2 separate regions of the Oryctolagus cuniculus genome follow, and region 1 is linked to region 2. The links are chromatin contacts, called in public Hi-C maps. All regions are on one chromosome and are shown on one strand. The core of a region is the stretch at or near the end of the contact, and the rest is flanking DNA. Distances in the headings are between cores, read along the strand shown. Region 1 holds the start of MYCBP (MYC binding protein). Region 2 holds the start of NDUFS5 (NADH:ubiquinone oxidoreductase subunit S5).

Region 1 (3,354 bases), core at 715-3,214, 140 kb after region 2:
GTCTCACGACCAACAGAAAAGACAATATTCCTATTATTTATGCAATCCATAGCCACGGTTTCACTTTTCTTGAGCATTCTAGAAATCTTCTACCTAGGGTTTAAAAAGATTAAAAGAGGGCTTTGGGGCCAATCTAAATGGAAGGGTGAACATAAGGAATTCCATGCAAACCAGTCCAAACAAAATCAGAGGGCACCTGCCAAGTCGCCAAAGCGACTCCCTCCTGCGCCTGGTCATCTCTCAGCGGAAAAGCAAACACACAGGGCAGTGCACCCTAGTTTAAATCCATCTCCCCCATTCCAGGCAGATCCTGGCAGTCACAGTGTAAATGACCAGCAATGTGCTCTGGATGAACCAGGAGCTGTATTTTCTGATAAGATGCGTTCACTTCATACTGCTTACAGTCATCTTCAACACATCCGCTCCAATCATAGCAAAGATCCTCATAAAACATTTGGAAAAGCAGCTAATGGGAACCAGTTAAGGGAAAAAAGAGCAACTGACGGCCAAGACAGCCAAAGGAACCACTGCAGCAGAGGTCACTGTTCTGTGTCAAGTGTTGCTGGAGACCTGGACAACTACACCGAGAGGTTGCCCCAAGCAGGTGTCTCTCTGCCAGCTAACCACACCTGGAAACCGAGGTGGCTCAGTGCCACGCGGGGGCCCTCCACAGAAGGTGGAAACTGGAGGTCACCTCCAAATGGTCACCTCATTCCAAACGGCAACCTCGAGGGCCAGTTCCTGGAGGGCACAACCAGCACCTTCCCACCCTCACAAGGGAACTCCCAGCTGCTTCCTGTTCCACAGGGACCCTGCTCTTTGAGAGAGCCGTCCTGTGAGCCTGGGTTGGTCAGACCCTGCAACAATCCTGTTTGTCCTCCAAATCCTGCAGTGTCCTTGACCAACAGCCTCGCGGGGAGGCGGCTTCCCACCGACCTCCAGATCTGAACAGCTCTGGCTTCTGGACCCGGTGCGCCCTACGTTATCAGCGAAGTAGCCTCGCCCAGGCGGAGCACGGACAAAACGGCCAGGGGCAGCTGTTAGGGCTGTGGCAACTGCGACTCATCTGTGCAGGGACACTTCTGAATTCAAAGACCAAGGGTTGCCAGGTCAGGATTTTTCTTATCTTCATTTTCTATAGCTCTCTTTAGAATGTGTGAAATCCACTAGGTGAAAACCACACGTTCAGCATCGCGGCTACGTGGTTTGGAGCCAGGTTTCCTACTTGGGAGGGGCCCATGGCTTTGGGAAATTGCTCTTGATCCCCATAGCGCCTTCTTTTAGCCCCTTTATCCTCTATCTTTGGACAACGGTGTGTGTGTGTGTGGGGGGGGTGATTTTGTATTTTGTGTATCCTGGGACTCCATAGCGTAGTTTCTTTGTGGACTGCAACCTCAGGTGTACGAAGTGTAACCACAATAAAATACTACACACATCTGTGGCTGTCTCCCACCGGCCTCCCGCATCGTCACCGGTCACCCAACCTCGCCACTTCACCGGCAGCTCGCACACGGCAGGGAGGCTGTGAGGATTCACGCGAAAGCACCCGTGAGCGCTCCGCGGCGCCGGCAGCTGCCGGAGCACGTGGCCGCTCGCCCTCCAGGGCCCGCACCCAGATGTGGGCGCCGCAGCCAGCACGCTCACGCCTCAGCACGCACCTTCGGACACTGGAAACGCACGGATCCCCCAGCGCCCACCGTGCGCGCGCTTCCGGGACGACCGCCCCTCCCGCCCGCGCGCTCGAGGGCCCCGCCCCCTGGCGCCACGCCCCCTCCGGCCGCACCTGGACGCTAGGCCCCAGCTCCCGAGACCTCGCTTCTCCCTCTGCAACCGAATCGCCGCGGCGACCGGAAGAGGCGCTGCTCGGACAGCCCGAGGGGCGGGCGCACGCAGCCTCCCTCGGCTCTGCCCCCGACTGGGGATCCAGAGCGTCCCGGTCGCCATGAAAACAGGCCACACCCCGGCCGCCCCGGCCCGTGGCTCGCCAGTGCGCAGTCGCGTGCGCCCTGCTGCGCATGAGCAGTGCCGGCCGGAGCCCGCCAGCCACGGTCTCCGGCGCCAGCGACGCCGCTGCCGCTGTCACTATGGCCCATTACAAAGTGAGGGGGGCGCGGCGTGGCTGGGGGCGTGTGGGCGGTCGCCAGCTGCGGGTCGGCGCCGGGCGGGAGTGGGAGCGCGCGCAGGTGTGGGGGGTCCCCGCGGTAGCGCGGTGGAGGCGGGGTTGCCGGACTCCCAGAGCCTTCTTCCTGCTCCGGCCCCTGGGCTTCGGCCCCTGACCCGCGGTGTCTCCTCAGGCCGCCGACTCGAAGCGCGAGCAGTTCCGGAGGTACTTGGAGAAGTCGGGGGTGCTGGACACGCTGACCAAGGGTGAGCATGGGCTCCGATAGGGCTCCGCGTGCCCCTCGCCCTGCCGCTCGGCGCTGCGCCCCCGGCGGGCCTCGGCGCGGGGAAGGAGGGCGAACAGGTGGGACCCGTCCGGGTCGCAGCGAGGTGGGCTCGGGGCCGGGCGCTGCCGGCCGCCGCGGGCGGGGCGGCCTGGCTCCCGCTCCCCGCTCTCCCCGCGCCGAGAGCGCAGCTCTTGCAGCTGTTGCAAAGTCGCTCCAACTTCCGCCGCTGTGCCTGGAGCAGCCGCAGTGGTCGTGTTTGCTGGAGACCTGTAGGTGCCGGTTCCTCCCGCCTCGGGGCGTTTGCGGACCCCCCCAGCCCCACCCCCACCCCGTCCCCTGAATCTTAAGACACATTTTTCCCTCCGACCCAGGGCAGCTGGGGAAAACACCAGATACGAAAGAGGGCTGTGCAGCACTCCTCGCTTCCCCCGCTGTCTTGGTCTAATTCAGTTCCTGCTGTGTGTAGATTTCGTATTGAAGGTAGAAATGCAGTGTGTGAAGCCCGAGGACACATCAGAATTTTTATATTGTGCACAAGCTTAAAGCTGGAAGTCCACTGTTACACTGTATCAGTGCCCGCGTGGGTTCAGGATCTACTGGGGGAGATGCTTCAAACAGCAGGGGTCCCAGAGGTGATAAGGGGTCTGCTTGCTTCTGAGCTCAGCAGTGTGTCGCCTGGCTCACTGGCTGGGATTTTCCAGGGTGTAGAACGGAATTGCTGGCAGAGATGAGACCAGGACCATGGGAAAAGAACAGGAAATGTCTGAGAAATAATTTGGTAACTGCTCTGTGTTCAGAAACGAGGGTTTGGGGGAAGCTTCTGGGCCAAGAACTCTCTGGTCTTAGAAGATGGTAGGGCTCTTAATTCCTATGCAGGGATGGCTGTTTGACTTGCTACCCACGTTGGGTTCGATACTAGTCTCCCTGTCTTTGCAAATACGTTTCAGCAAATGTGAAGGAATTCCTC
Region 2 (3,074 bases), core at 426-2,925:
GGCTGTAATGGAAGATTAAAAAAAAAATAATAAATACCAATACCACAAGAGTACAATCAAATGAGAAATTTCGCAGAAAACAATGACAAATGGCCCTCTACAAAGCTGTTTTCTACTATCTGCCTGATTTCTCCTCAAACTGTTTCATTAGACAGGTTCTTCCAATTCAAGGTTGATGAGCAACTTTTCTGTTTTCACAAATCTCATGGAAACCAGAACTACACAATGCATGAGAACTCATCACCCAATTCTTGTCAAAAGTCAAAAAAAGGTCTGACTAAAGAAGTCCAATTCTTTGAAATAGGTCTGAAAAAAATAACCAAAAGAACAAAACCTAGGCACAAAACATCTCCTTGCGTATTTCTACTCATTCTTTCCCAATCAACTTGGGCGGCAGCGCTCCGGGGTCCTCCAGGACCCTGAACTCCCACGGCAGCACTCTGTAAGACGACCAGTTCCTTTATGTCTCGCCCATGGGAAGTGAGTGCTTTGAGGGCAGAAACTAAGCGGGGGCTCAGTAACTGCCGAACGCTCGCGTCTCTACGGGGAAGGCAGTGCCGGTTACCTCGGAGAAGACTATGACGGACGCTGGGGGAAGAATGCCATATACAGGCAAATGCATACTGATGTTAAATTTAAAAAACAGACCACAATAATGGGAGCTGTTTGCATAAGACGACCGGAGAACGGCAGGGTAACTGTGTAGGCAGCGCACCTGTACAGCTGGTGTCTAATGCGCGAAGGCAGCAGCTCCGGCGTGAGCCCCGGACACACACCCTGGGAAAGGGGAGCGCTCCAGAGGACCACGAGCGGGCAGCTGGCAGGAAGAAGCATCGACTCTGCCCAGCGGACCCGAACGTGCCTTTAAGACGAGTTCAAGAGCCCGCCAACTGAAGTCAGGCGGGCACGAGTTCCTGCCGGAGGAGGTGCGGGCGTGTTTTGGGGGACCCCCAGGCCCCGGCAGGAACAAAGCGAGCTACAGAGGCGGGCGGGGCCTCGAGCTCATAAAACACAAGGCCAAAGCACATCAGCCCGGCAGAAAGCCGAGCGAGCCTGCAAAGAGAGCGGAGGCCAGGCGGCCTCCAGGCTTCGGGGACACCGGTTGCGCGGGTGAAGGGGCCTAGGAAAGCAGACGACACCCCGAGACTTCGGCCCTGGGAGGACGGGGCGCCCAGCCAACCAAGAGGAGGTGCGTTAGAGACACCGGAAGAAAACGCCATGGCTAGGAGCCGCGCGGATACGAGCAGGCCCTACCGTGCCGTCGCCGCTGCAATGCCCTTGTCTCTTCGCAGACCGAAGCTTCAGGACGACCGGCGAGCGACGCGGACGCCTGCCGCAAAGGAAGGCGCAGCACGACGTTTCCAGCGCGACGCCCGGAGCCGGCCTCTCCGCCGCCGCCGAGACCCGGAAACCATAGAAACCAAGCACCTCCAGCTGCGCCTGCGCACCCGGCCAGCCGTGCCCGGGCCGACCTGGAGTGGTAAAACTGACCTCCGCACCGCCCCACCCCAACCTCCCTGGAGGCAGCTTTTAGGGAAGTCCGCTAGGGAGTTCTTGCTGCCACCTAGTTCTGTGCCTGGAGCTGTTATTCGACATCTGTGATGGTCAGCGACTTGGACAGCGTCACACGAGAGAAAGACCATTGATTCCGGCCACCCCAAGGGGTGCTTCAGCCCAAGGGCTGTGAACGCAGACCACGTGGGGCCAGATTCTGGGATAGTGCCTGTTTCCTCATCAGTCAGAACAGCAACACTACCCACAGTAATGGGATTAAGGGAGTTTCCTGGAAAGCGCTGAGGCCCTGGCTTGCACACTGAAAAGACTAAGCCCTTGCAGTTCTTTGATGTCTCAGTTTCTCGTTTGCCCCCTGTGTTCCAGAACCTTCCGTGACTCCCTTTGACTACATCTGAGCCTCCTAAGTGGTGTGGGGCAGGGAGGGGTAACACAGTGTGTGAGATAGGATGCATTGTGCAAATGCAAAGAAAATGCTAGAACATTTATATTTAATCTTTTAGAATTTCAGTGTTCATTGTGTAAGCAATTATAAAATGCGTAACATTACTGCAGTTGTATGTGCAGATAACTTGTGAATAAACATTGGAGGTTTGCACTGAACTCTTCCCTTTTTTAAAAAATTTATTTATTTATTTATATTTTTGACAGGCAGAGTGGACAGTGAGAGAGAGAGACAGAAAGGTCTTCCTTTTGCTGTTGATTCACCCTAAAAAGGTTGCCGCGGCCGGCGCGCTGCAGCCAGCGCACTGCGCTGATCCAATGGCAGGAGCCAGGTGCTTCTCCTGGTCTCCCACAGGGTGCAGGGCCCAGCACTTGGGCCATCCTCCACTGCCTTCCTGGGCCACAGCAGAGAGCTGGCCTGGAAGAGGGGCAACCGGGACAGAATCCAGCGCTCTGACTGGGACTAGAACCCGATGTGCCAGCGCCGCAAGGCAGAGGATTAGCCTAGTGAGCCGCGGCGCTGGTCCACTTTTCCCTTTTTTTTTATTTTTTTATTTTTTATTTTTTTTTATTTTTGACAGGCAGAGTGGATAGTGAGAGAGAGAGAGACAGAGAGAAAGGTCTTCCTTTGCCGTTGGTTCACCCTCCAATGGCCGCCGCGGCCGGCGTGCTGCGGCCGGCGCACCGCGCTGATCCGATGGCAGGAGCCAGGAGCCAGGTGCTTCTCCTGGTCTCCCATGGGGTGCAGGGCCCAAGCACCTGGGCCATCCTCCACTGCACTCCCTGGCCACAGCAGAGGGCTGGCCTGGAAGAGGGGCAACCGGGACAGAATCCGGCGCCCCGACCGGGACTAGAACCCGGTGTGCCGGCGCCGCTAGGCGGAGGATTAGCCTAGTGAGCCGCGGCGCCGGCCACTTTTCCCTTTTTAAATAGTGAACTATTCAAAACCTTTGAGAAGTTTAGTCTTCCTCTCTTCCTAACCTCATTTTACAGAATCCCCTGCCTGATGATCCAACCAAGAACGTGCTGTTCCAGCATATTCCAGGAAGTGTCTTGGGAGTCCAGTCTCCTTGCCCTTTAATTCCGTCCCCTGGAATGACACCATCACCACCCCCAAC

What was found. Hi-C and Micro-C count contacts between places; a contact is called where the count stands out from the background.
Region 1: a Hi-C map of liver shows a contact between it and region 2, with 10 times the contacts expected there. The contact joins the promoter of MYCBP here to the promoter of NDUFS5 in region 2. A contact is called at or near these places in 3 of 6 Hi-C or Micro-C datasets (ear pinna, liver and an unstated tissue).

The regions. Positions count from the first base shown.
Region 1 is chr7:133,965,369-133,968,722 of mOryCun1.1, forward strand. MYCBP (MYC binding protein) reads left to right here and starts at 1,965. Exons shown (of 5, transcript XM_002715204.5): 1 at 1,965-2,099; 2 at 2,295-2,367. The coding sequence starts at 2,016. GJA9 (gap junction protein alpha 9) reads left to right here. Exons shown (of 1, transcript XM_002715203.5): 1 at 1-1,691. The coding sequence ends at 948. It overlaps LOC138850675 (a long non-coding RNA gene), which reads right to left and starts at 1,920. Exons shown (of 5, transcript XR_011390769.1): 1 at 1,784-1,920.
Region 2 is chr7:133,830,639-133,833,712 of mOryCun1.1, forward strand. It overlaps NDUFS5 (NADH:ubiquinone oxidoreductase subunit S5), which reads right to left and starts at 1,676. Exons shown (of 3, transcript XM_002715201.5): 1 at 1,255-1,676; 2 at 1-2.